Regions from separate parts of the Sus scrofa genome. Here region 1 is linked to region 2. The links are chromatin contacts, called in public Hi-C maps. All regions are on one chromosome and are shown on one strand. Each heading gives the region's core, a stretch centred on a gene start, on an enhancer-like site or on the middle of the called end of the contact. The rest is flanking DNA. Distances are from core to core; before and after follow the strand shown. Region 1 overlaps LOC102159120 (a long non-coding RNA gene). Region 2 has its middle 75 kb from the start of BTG1.

Region 1 (6,126 bases), core at 1,545-4,044, 150 kb after region 2:
TTCAACACTGAAGTCAATGAAGCAGGCAAACAAGTAAGGGAAAAAACTTGGGATTAAATTTAAGAACATAAGATCACAAGATTATTTAAAAGGTAGTACGATAAAAACAAAAATGAACTAATGTGACGTAATTAAACGTAAAAGCATTTGCATAGCAAAGGAATCCATAAAAAAAAGATGAAAAGACAACCCAAGGAATGGGAGAAGATCTTTGCAAATGGAGCACCCAACAAGGGATTGCTCTCCAAAATATACCCATATATCACGGAGCTTTATATCCAAAAAACAAAAAATCCAATTTAAAAAAATGGTCAGAAGATCTAAATAGGCATTTCTCCAAAGAAGTCAGACAGATGGCCCAAAAAAACACATGAAAAAATGCTCAACATTACTAATTATTAGAGAAATGCAAGTCAAACTTACAATGAGGTATTTATTGCCTCATACCAGTCAGAATGGCAATCATCAAAAAGTTTACAAATATTAAATGCTGCAGAGGGTGTGGAGAAAAGGGAACCCTCTTCCATGTTGGTGGGAATGTAAATTGATGCCACCACTATGGAGAACAGTATGGCGGTTCCTTAAAAAACTAAATACAGAGCTACTGTGTGATCCAAAAATCCCACTCCTGGGCATCTATTTGGAGAAAAACGTAATTTGAAAATATACATGCACTCCCAATGTTCATTGCAGCACAATTTTACAATATCCAAGACATGAAAGCAACCTGAATGTCATTGACAGAGGAATGGATAAAGAAGTGGTATATACACACAGTGGAATACTACTCAGCCATAAAAAGATGAAATAATGCCATTTGGAGCAAGACGGGTGGACCTAAAGATTATCATACCAAGTGAAGTAAGTCATACAGAGTAAGACAAATATATATCATTTATATGTGGAATCTAATAAAGCTGATATCAAAGAACTTATTTATAAAACAGAAACAAACTCACAGATTTCAAAACCAGTCTTACAGCTACCATAGGTGAAACCACCGGGGGAGGTAGAAATTGGGAGGGTGAGAATAACATATACAGACTACTGTATAAAATAGACGATTTAACAAGAACCTACCATTTGGCACACATACACCAAAAGGTAGTACAAAGTAGTGCTTCCAATTCATAGCTGGTCATCTAAATTCACCCAGAGAGCTTTAAAATGTATATAGAAATCCGAACCCAACTGCAGACAGAGCTTCCAGAAATAAGGCCCAAGTGTGTGTCTATTTAAAAAATCCCCTGTGGCCATTCTGATGATCAGCTGCAGTGTAGATCTACTGCTTAAAAATTTGCACGCTAATATATGGGGAGCCAATTTGTGTATTTTAAATTGCATGTGTAATCTTGAAAAATGAGCTCATAATTTTTCTTTGATATGATTTCTAAATGCTCAAAATAATCTAGATATTCAGTAGACTTTCTTGTCAATAGCCATTTGGAAATCCCTTCACTAATAATTAGTCAAGAAAAAGTAAGAGATGTTAATCAGTTTATCTCTAAATGATTGTATTTTAGTGGGAAACAAAAGATGAACCTAAAGAATTACTAAGTGTGGCCTGAGGATGAGCCAACAATTATAATAAAAGAAAAAAACTTCATGGAATTTCCATTGTGGCTGAGCAGATTGAAGATGCAGCATAGTTTCTGTGAGGATGTGGGTTCAGTCCCTGGCCTCTCTCAGTGGGTTAAGGATCCAGTGTTGCTGCAAGTAGAGCTGTAGGCTCCAGATATGACTTGGATCTGGTGTTGCCTTGGCTGTGCTGTAGGTCTCAGCTGCAGCGCCAATTCAACCCTCAGCCTGGGAACTTGCATATGCCATAGATGCAGCTGTAAAAAGAAAAAAAAAAAAAAAAAAAAAAAAGGCAGTTGTAAGAAGAATTCCAGTTGCTTCTCCAGTGCTTTCTTAGAAGCCCCAAAGAATCTAAAAAACCTTCAGGAAGCTCCTGTTGATTATCTCAGCTGCCTGAAGCCCTGGAATGGGGGAATCCATCCAGAAGCTACTGTGAATTTTATATCAGATATTTGCCCATGCTTCTAGTAATCACCTCTCCTTTTCTTAGAGAAGGAAACTCTAATCCACACTCAAATACAGAATATACAGAAAAAATTATTCTGGGAGATGTAGTTTCCAGATTCTTCTTTGTTATACAGGAAGATGTACCAAGAGAGAATCTGACAATCTTTAAATGTTTAGAATAAGAAAAAATGAAAATAAATAAGCTGAATATTTAAATTGGTTGGGGTTCATTCAGGGAAACAAATCACTCTTGGTATTTCAACAGGAAGAATTTACTTATTTATTTTTTAAATTTTAATTTCTTTATATATATTTTCTTTCTACTGCAACACATGGTAACCCAGTTACACATACATGTATACATTCTTTTTTCTCACATTATGTGTTCCATCATAATTGACCAGACAGAGTTCCCAGTGCTACACAGGGAGAATTTATATCTTGTATTTCTTTGCTCAGTGTTTCCTGTAAATGATCAATCTTTGCCTCCAGTTTATTTCCAATGTCTTGCGTCATTTTCAGCATCAACAGTCTAAAGTCTTTTTCCTGGAGGCTAATAACCTCCTCCTTGCTTAGCTGTTTTTCTGGGGTTTTTTCCTTTCTCCCTTATCTGAGTTGTGGTTCTCTGCCTTTTCATTTTTACAGGTTTTTGCTGTGGTGTCCTTTTTGCAGACAATAGAGTTGTAGCCTCACTTCTTATGTCTGTCCCCGTTGTGGCTGAAGTTGGTACAGGAGCTTGCTGTAGACTTCCTGGTGGGAGGGACTGGTCCTTGCCCACTGGTAGGTGGGGCTAATTCCTATCCCTCTGGTGGGTGGGGCTAGTCTCTGGGTGAGAGTAGAGGTGGCTGTGTGCCTGGGGGTGTTTAGGCAGCCTGTTTACTGATGGGTGGGGTGTGATCCCACCTGGGATTATTGTTTGGCCTGGGGCTTCTCAACGCTGATAGGTGGGGCCAGATTTTCCTAAAATGGCCCCCTCCAGAGAAACACATTCTGATGAATATTCCCGAGAACTCTGCCTCCAATGCTCTTCCCCCACAACAAGCCACAGTCACCCCCTGTTTCCCCAGGAGATCCTCCAAGTACTGCAGTCAGGTCTGACCCAGATTCCTATGGTGCCTTTGCTCTGCCCTGGGACCCAGCGCATGTGAAAGTCTGTGTGCACCTTTCAAGAATGGGGTCTCTGTCTCCCCTAGTCCTGTGGAGCACAAGCCCCACTGGCCTTCAATGCCACATGCTCCAGGGGCTCTTTCTCCCAGTGCCAGATCCTCATGCATGGGGATTTGACGTGGGGCTCAGAACTCTCACTCCTGCATGTGAGTCTCTGTGATACAGTTACTTTCCAGTCTGTGGGGCTTCCCATCTGGGAGGTATGGGGTTGCTTATATTGTGTAATTTTCCCTCTTACCTCTTGATGTGGCCTCCTCTTTGTCTTCTGGAGTAGGATATCTTTTTGAAAGTTTCCAGTCCATTTGGCTGAAGGTTGCTCAGCCTTTGGTTGTAATTTTGTTGTTTCTATACGAGAAGTTGAGCTCTAGTCCTTCTATTCCACCATCTTAGTCCCGTCTCCCCTCAATGGGAAGAATTTAATGCATGGAATTTGTCATTCAAGTGCTAGAGAACTAAAAAGGAACAAAGGGAACATTAGTAGGGATCTTTAGGAAAAGTTGCTACCATCCTTAGGGGTGGAGAGAATAAAAGAAGAGGCTGAGATGAATAGAATTTAGAAGCTTCCTGGAAGGAGCCTACAAAGTTAGGACTCGGAATTCGAAGAGAGGGTGCCACCTAACTGTCTGCTGCTGGTACCTCAGGGGCTTGGAGGAGGGACTCACAGAATGGGGCTCTAATCTCTGAACAGGGGAGGCTGCCCAGTTGGTGCTGGTACTTCAGAAGATCCAGAGAGGTCTTGTTTTGTCCCAACTCTGACACATCAGGAATCAGCACTGCATGGTTGGTGCTGTGAGGAGGCACAATGAGGTGGGTGGAGGGAGTGTCCCAGTGAGCCGCAAGCTGTAAGCTTTAATTCTTCTGCTGCCAGGATAAAAGGCAAGCAGGGTGGCCTGGTAGGATAAATCAACAAGCGTCAATAAACCAGCCCCTTCACCTGCCATCCAGTCCTCTCACTAGTTCCTTCTATTGAGGTAAAAGGTAGACTTTCTGACAAAGAGAATTGTTTGTTGTTTGCAGAATTTTCATCACAAAGTAGAGTGTAGAATTTTGAACCTGGCACATTATTCAGTGGAAAAATTTTGGAAAATAGCAACAGAATAAGCCAAAAGTATAAGATAGAAATAGTGGAGGGAAGAGAAGACATATATAAAATTGGACATAGACATTGGCTGTAGAAGACCAACAAAACTAAATTTTGAGTCTTTGAGAAAACTAATAAAATAAAACTCTGGGAAGTTTGAGTCATAAAAAGGGAGAAAAAAAAAGAAACATTAGACATTTTTTAAAAAGTAGCTAAAGATACAGCAAAGATATCAAATGTGATGAAAATGTGAACAACTTTATATCAATAAGTTTGGAAACCTCTAACAATTATATCAAAGAAAAATGAAATTACTGAAGTTGATGCATAAGGATACGGAAACATGAATGTTCCTAAAGGATCAACTGACTTTGAAACAATAGTTGAAAATATTCTCACACACAAAAAAGATGAAAACCTCCAGGTTCAGATCCTTTACAATATTAGATAATTCTTGTTTGCATTTGTAGTTTTTGGGTCCTGGATTTCTTTAAACATATCATACATACCTGTTTTGTATTCTGAACCCGATATTTCCAGTATCTACAGTCCCTGAATGGGGAAGTGTCAATAGCTATATTTATTGTTTCTGTCGATACTCACTCTTCGTAGCTTGTGAACTTACTTTGATTTTAATTGGTGTGACATCCATGGACTTAAATGAATGTATCTTTCTTCCAGAGGGAGTTGCTTCTATTTCTGCCTCTGTTTTTACAAGAAGCCAAGATATCCTTAACTTGGGACCATTTTAGCCTTAAGGCTTTAGGCTCATTGTGGATATCAGACTTGGCTTCACCACTCGTGTGCTGGCCCTGGGCTCATTGTTCTAATAGCCATGTGCTATGGGATCCATGCTTCAGACAAGCTGCACACCTACATCCTAGCTGTTCCAACGGGAGCTCCCCTATAGTTCTACCCTAGCTAACCTTTTCTGGGGGGAGAGTCACAAAGGTGTCTCTTCATTTTTAAAATTAACAGCACCTGAAATAGTATGTCTTGGATAAAGTTTGTTAACATGGGAACAAAGGAAAGGGTTTAGGGATGTAGGGAAAGCTTAAAAGCTACAGAAAAATCTTATTTTTCAAGGTGAATTGTGGGTACAGGAGGCTTATTTTATTTATTATTTTAGGTATTATTGTATAAGAGTAATTATAGATGATACTCTTGTATGTATCGTATATTTTATGAGAAACTAAAACAAACAAACAAATCTAATGGTGGTTTTGCTAAAATCTATGACATTGCGTCACTGATATCTCTAAGACATCAGCAGCAGTGTTGTGTGCGGTGCTGCATGGACTAAAGACAGTGCCTTCAACTCAGACATGAGTGCTGCAGAAAACAGCACTTGCCCCTAGGAGACATGCCTGGATTGTGCTGGGTAGAAAGGAGAAAATGGTGAAGGACATATGGTAGCCTTGCAGTTTTGCTCATGAGGGCCATATGAGATGACTCCCTGGGACTTGAATACAAGTTTGAGAGGAACTTAGGGTGAAGTTCTTAATAGATGTGGTGGGAACAGATATGAGAAATACTGTAAATTGTGAGTCTATAAGCTACTGTGGCCCTGGGTTCATGGATTATGCAAATTACTCATAAATAACATGCTGACTCCCCTTCTGGTCTTGAGAGCATCCTTAAAATCTGTCCAGTACCAACTCTAATTGTCTGTTCTCTTGTGTTTCAATTCGATGTACTTCCCTTTGGTTGCCCAGTAACATACCACGGAGAAGCAATTTGAAAAATGGAGCCATAGTGCTCAGAAACATTAATCCCACTCTTATGAGGAACAGTTTGCTCTCAGGGTGTGGTTTTTTTTCATCATCAGCTCAGGACCATTGAGATAGAAGCAT
Region 2 (6,744 bases), core at 1,823-4,322:
TTTTTGTGATTTTTGTCATAGCTAGAAAGAACAGATCTTCTTTGTGTTTGGGAGTTTTTCTTAGACTTCTGCCATCTTTTCAAAGCTTATTGATATGGATCAGTTGAAGCCCCACTGTCTCATTTGAACCTCCTCCTCTCTTAGAAAAGTGATTTAAGAGGCTAAACCCTTGCAGGAAAATTCTCTGAGGGAACTGATCAGAGATATGAAAAATAAATTGTCATTTGTTTATAATCACATTTATTCCCCTTTATTACATTTTGCATTAGAAGCTGCCAAATCTAGTCAGAGCTTCCTGTATCTCCTGCAACCTGGATACAAAAGTGTTTCATTCAACCACCCCATCTAGTGACTGACTCCTTGCCAGGAACTCCCAGCATGCATTGCCATCTGTTCACCCCTCTGCTGCTTGAATCCACTCCCCTTTCTAAATTAGTACAAAAATATATTTTCCAAATGCCAGCTAGTCATTTGGCTATTGTTTTAAGGTAACAGATAACTCCAACCTAGTTCTAAGTATTAGGATCTATCCACTACTCTCTAGGAAGCAACAACAGCAACGAAACAGGGAACCCAAATTTGTCTGAATGTATATATAGCTCAAGTCAGTACTGCAGTCTTGAAGTATGTGTTGCAAACAGAATATCTGAATCTAACTAGCTTATTTGACCTCAGATTTGAATTGAAATTAAATCGCTCCCTTTAGAGGCGAATCCTGGTTTTGCTCACCTTTTCTTTGACTGCTGCTGTTTCATCCATGCACAAGAGTCCTTAGCTCAAGCTTTTGGGGGAGAAAAGTTCCTAGATCAATATTCTTTATTTTTCTCTCTACTTGGCTCATGGGCAGAATTAGCCTCTTATAGTTATGTTGGAAGCTTCAACCTCTTTGGAAATGAGTAAACACTGGATTCAAGAAGAAGAGGAGGATGGGGGAAAAACCCAGTTCCCAAATATTTCTTTTCTCTCCTTTGGAGATGCTGTGCAGATAAAGGTGTCAGAGGAAGGGTGTGCGGTTTCAGGAGATGAAGTTGAGAACACCTAAGTGTATCCATTTGCTCGGGCTGCCATGATAAAGTGTCGCAAAGTGCTTGGCTTAAACCCCAGACCTGGAAGCTGGATGTCCAAGGGGAAGGTGTCAGGAGGCTTAGTTCCTTCTGAGGACTATATAGGAGAATCTGTTCCAAACCTGTCTCCTAGTTTCTGAGGATTTGCTAGTAATATTTAGTCCTCCTTGGCTTGTGATTGCTTCACCCTGATTTCTGTCTTCATGTTCACATGGTCTTTTCCCTGTGTACGTATATGTCACTGTGTCCAAGTTCCTCCCCTTTTATAAGGACCCGGTCCTATTGGAGTAGAGCTCAACGTATGACCTCATCTTAACTCTCATCTGTAGATTGTGTTTCCAGATAAGGTACATTCACCAGTACCTGGGGCTAGGACTTCAGAATCTGTGGAAGGGGACAGTTCAGCTCATAACACTAAGTAGAAAAGCCCATTGTCCTTTTCCATGTTTCAAACGTGAATATGGAGGTTTCGGGTGGTTTTATAAATTGCAGCATGAATGTTACCTGTCGCCGAGCATCACCACCAGATCACCAGTGCATAGGCTGCTCTCGCCCACGTGTCTTGCATTGTATGTTTTCCTATATATATATATATATATATATATAAAATTCTTTTTATTGCTTTCTTGCTATCAGTATAATTTTCTCCAAGAGAATGACACACATGGTTTTGGAAAAGATGAACAAAATGAAACATTCCATTTCGAGCCTGAGAAATTGATCCAAACCTTATAGTACTTTGGCTCCTAGTCAGATTCGTTTCCGCTGCACCACAATGGACACTCCCCAAACTTATAGTACTTTGGAGTGTAGAAAATCGGAATTGCTTTCGGATTCTCACTAGCTGTTTTTCTAGGACCCTTTTCTTTTACTCAAAGTTCCCCATCCCCCTCCCGTGCATGTATCCACATAATCCTAAAGCATACGCATGCATCTACACACAGACAGACAGATAGACAGACACACACACACAAATATAGTTTCCCAAAAGAAGACTTTACTTGGGTCCTAAACAAGGCTCCCTAAACAAGGTATTGGTTTTGACTCCTCTGATGTGGCAAGACTCCTTTTATGTTTCTCTTGGTTTTTGTTTGTTTGTTTTGTATGTGTGTTTTGTGTTTTATTTTGTGTGTGTGTATGTGTGTGCTTTGTTACCTTTCACTGGCAGATGACTGTCTATTAGATGCCCAACCAGCTGTCTGCCAGCAGGGGAGCATAAAGATAAACTGCTATTGGTTTCCTCCAGAGAAAAGCTGCTTTATCTCAAGGAGCTGAACTGCCAGGTGGAGTTGAGTAAACTTTGGGGTTACGATACAGTTGAGGCACAAAGTTCACCAGCAGCGTGAACCAGCCAGCCCAGTTCTGCTTTTTCATGTGCTCTAAACTGACGGAACTGAGCAATGTAAACCGGGGTGTAGCAATAGCTTCAGGAGAAAAAGGGCCGTGTTCTCTTGATGCTAGCGGGTGAATGGCTATTTTAGCATCTCATGTGCAGAATACAGTTTTGTTAATTTGCCCCCAGAGTTTACGGGGAAATCAAGATTGAAAAGGGAGAAGGTATATGGCAATTATAAGAGAAATTTTTGCCTGCTGAGCTTACAGAGTTAGAAGGACCTTTTTTATGTCTTGTTTTCTTAGGTAAGGAACCTGAAACTTGGGTAAATAAATTGCAGGAGGCTCTAACTTTGTAAAATGGAAATACTAATAGGGTAACAGTGTAAGTGACAGGTTGTTAGAATTAAATGAGAGGACACCGTCTGAGTTTCTAATGTGTCACTTTCTGAGTTACCTTTCCTCCTTTGACCAGGATCCCTCAGCTAATTAATCCCAGAAAAGGAAATAGACGTCATTTCTCAGTTCAGTGTTTTACCTTTGTCCACGTTATCTCAAGCCTTTGGAGGCCAAGATTTTGGAAATCTCCAAATGAGTGAGCTCTATAGTTAAACAAAAAACCTCCAGCAGCCCCACCAGCGACTTTTACCAGAGCTGCTAATAATTAACCAAAGGGAGTGACTGCATGGAAACTTTTCCAGGCTGCTCCAGGTGTTCCTTGCCAAAAATGGTGTGAGAGGCAGCCAAAGGAAGGACGAGAGGGGAAAGCGAGGGGCCTGCAAAAACACACAAGCATGATTGAATGTCTTGGCTCTCAGACAGACAAAACTGTGAGACAACAAAGCACTTCTTCATTTGTGTACTTACAGATTCAGTATTTCGGGATTTGGGACCCAAATGCAAAGGAGTGGGACAATACGTTGAGTTTTCTCAGTGATGTTTATGTATTCAGTAAATTGATTAACAACTTTTGCAGCCTTATCTGGATCCCATTCACTACTTTAATACTTTACTTTTTATTTTTTTTCCTAGTCACTATTTTAACACTGTGACCTTATTAAGGAGCTGCACACAGTGGGTTTTGGAGGAGAATGGGGACAAATGGAGGGGAGCAGGAGTGGTTGACCATCGAGGTCTTCCTTGTAGATGCTCTGGTGCTTGGCATCCCTTCATCAAGACTGGAGATCAAGAGTTCCCTGGTGGTGTAGTGGTTAAGGATCTGGTGTCGTCACTGCTGTGGCTCAGGTTCCATCGCTGGTCCAGGAACTTGCATATGCTGTGGGCATGGAAGAAAAAAAAAGATTGGAGATTAAAGAATGCTCAATTAGATATGAAAATAGAAGAAGAAACTCTCGACCCCTACTTTCTAAAACACAGGCGGAGAAATGGTTTGCTAAGTGCCAGCATTGGGCTGCTAAGTGAAGGCTGCTTCTGCGGCTTCCTTGACCTTCACTGTTTAGTTCCATTGCTCAGTTGGAATCAGGTGGCATTGCTATGTCACTGAATGCTGTCTTTCCTTCAGGAAGGGTTGGAATCTTGCCCAACGAGGTTGTCAAAGTAAGGTCAGGCAGTTTTCCCATCTAGTTTTAGAATGAGAGGTCAGAATGCACGAGGGCAGTGTGAATTGTTAGCCACCCTAAGCTATTGACTCAGAGGCTACCATGGCCACCCCTGTGCAGAATTGTTCAGTGGTTCCTTGTTGAATGAATGAGTGATGGAAGAAGCTGATGTTGAGCTTGATTCAGATGATGCACACCCACCTTGGCGCGTTGGGCAGCCATAGCTTTATTGATGGTACCATCTTCTAGATCCAGACACTAAAGAAAACAAACCAAGATCACGAAAGAAAACAAACCTAGATTGCTAAAGAAGCCGATGAAGTGTTCGGCTTTCAGATTATGGAGGAGTAAGTTGGATTCTTGGAGAAAATAAAGGTATTAATAGTCTCCATTGTAGGATTAATGAGAGAACACATGCTTAGGGTGGTGGCTGTCAATAGTAAGGGTTCAATATGTATTCGATTTCATATTGTTATGACTATTATCATGTTTGGAGCTTGCTTTTGGAATAGCTTTTCATTCTTTTAATAATTTTTCATACACATACCCATATATAATTTTGCATAAATGCATACATGTAATCACACACACACCTATCTGTTCTTTAGAGCAGTCTTTTTTTTTCTTGACATTTGGCCTTAACTTTTCTCTCTTTCCTCCTTGGCATCCCCTCTACACCCCTCCCTGTTGTGGAACTATTGTTAGTCACCTGACAGGTACTTCTATATTTTCCCGCTTCCTCATATAATCACCTGTGAACATTTTATACTTCACATATGTATGGAGGAGGTTTGGTTATTGCTCATCTTGTGAGCATTGAGTAAGGAAGTCACACTTTCTGTGTCTTCTTATTATGCGTATTTTCACTTACAGTGTATCCGTATAGAAATCCCTCCAAAGTGGCTGTTGTTCAGTTGTAACACATTCTTTGGAATGCATGCTGTGTGATAATGCATGCTGTGGATGAGCTGTCATCTTTATAGACATCGTCAGTGAGTAGCTGTGACTCGGATCTCTGTCCCCCTCTCCTTTTCTCGCTACTCTTTAGTGTCCTTTTACACTCATCCCTGTGCACGGATAATCCTTGAGGTGTCAAGAGGAGACTGTCGTGTTGAATGGCACATTCAGGTGTGGGTTTCATTTTTTATATATGCTGCTAAATGGCTTCTTTAATTTTTTATATATGCTGCTAAATGGCTTGCTGAAATAGTTTTAACAGTTAATGTTTTCTTCACATAGAAGGAACACCTCCACAAGTTAGTGATCATTTCAGTTTTTTGCCAGTCCGATAAGTTTAAAGATACTCTGTTGTTCTTTTACTTTGCATTTCTCTGACTGATTTAATATGAGCGTATTTTCATCTGCTTGCTGGCCATGTGGGTTTGCTCCTCTGTAAGTTTCCTATTCTGTTTCTTTATTCATTTCTTCCTGAGTCTGTCTGTTTTTGTCAGTTTTGTGAAAACAAAACAAAAAGACTGTTGTCAACTGTGGTACAAATATTTCCAAACCTGTCTTTTGTCTGTTTACCCTTTAGGAGAATCTTTCTTTTGTCAAAAATTTTTTTTTTTAAATTCTAGTATGATCAAGTTATGTTTATCTTTTCCTAATGGGTCAAGAAATGTATCGGGAATTCCTGTCGTGGTTCAGTGGGTTAAGAACCTGACTAATATCCATGAGGATGTGGGGTTCAGTCCCTGGCCTTGCTCAGTGGGTTAAGGATCTGGTGTTGCTGTGAGCTGTGGTGTAGGTCACAGATGCTGCTCAGATCCCACATTGCTGTGGATGTCGTTAGGCCAACAGCTGCAGCTCCGATTCAACCCCTAACCGGGGAACTTCTATATGCCACAGGTGCAGCCCTAAAACCAAAAAAAAAGCATCAGCAAGAAAGTTGCCTTTTACCTGAAGATTGTATATATGTATACACATGCAATGTACCAGATTTTCTTGTAGGTATTTTTTTTTTACAATTGTCTTTAATCCAGTCATTTATTTTTGTAAATGGCATAAGAGTGGGGTTCAACTTTTTTTCTTTTTGCTTTTTAGGGCTGCACCCAGGGCATGTGGAAATTCCCAGGCTAGGGGTCCAATCGGAGCTATAGCTTCTGGCCTACACCACAGCCACAGCAATGTCAGATCTGAGCTGTCTGCAACCTATGCCACACCGGATCCTTGACCTATTGAGAGAGGCCAGGGGTCAAACCTGCAGCCTCATGAATACTATTTGGATTCATTCTGCTGTGCCACTGGGGAACTCCTTGATTGTTTTTAAGTACAGTGAATAACTAGTCAAATACATATACGAATGTGTGTGTGTGTGTGTGTGTGTGTATACAGAAGCTCCCAACTTCTGATGGCTTGCTTTTACAGTGGTACAAATGCTATGTGCATTTAGTAGAAACTGTACTTTAAATTTTGAATTTTCATCTTTTCATGGGTTGGTGATATGTGGTATAATACTTTCTCATGATGCTGGGTAGTGACAGTAGCTCCCACTCAGAACAGTAAACAACCGATACACTTGCAACAGTAAACAACCGATACACTTGCAATCATTCCATTTTTCACTTAGGGTATGTAATAAGTTACATGAGATATTCAACACTTCATTATAAAACAGATTTTATGTTAAATGATTTTGCCCAACCGAAGGCTAATGTAAGGCACGTTTCAGTAGGCTAGGCTGAACTGTGAAATTTGGTAGATGGGGTGTATTAAATATATCGTTGATTTATGACATTTTGAATTCACAATGGGCTTATCAGGGTGTAATCCTATCATAAATCAAGGAA

What was found. Hi-C and Micro-C count contacts between places; a contact is called where the count stands out from the background.
Region 1: a Hi-C map of liver shows a contact between it and region 2, with 1.7 times the contacts expected there. The contact joins two enhancer-like sites. A contact is called at or near these places in 1 of 5 promoter capture datasets (liver) and 4 of 47 Hi-C or Micro-C datasets (all in liver).

The regions. Positions count from the first base shown.
Region 1 is chr5:91,032,152-91,038,277 of Sscrofa11.1, forward strand. All of the region lies in intron 2 of LOC102159120 (a long non-coding RNA gene), which reads left to right. Among named protein-coding and RNA genes, the nearest start is that of BTG1, 220 kb to the left of the region's middle. Within about 2 kb of position 2,795, at least 7 of the 83 cell types and tissues checked have an H3K27ac peak or open chromatin away from gene starts, as enhancers often do. A contact at or near this core is called in liver, where this site is marked.
Region 2 is chr5:90,886,844-90,893,587 of Sscrofa11.1, forward strand. No RefSeq gene overlaps it. Among named protein-coding and RNA genes, the nearest start is that of BTG1, 75 kb to the left of the region's middle. Within about 2 kb of position 3,073, at least 22 of the 83 cell types and tissues checked have an H3K27ac peak or open chromatin away from gene starts, as enhancers often do. A contact at or near this core is called in liver, where this site is marked.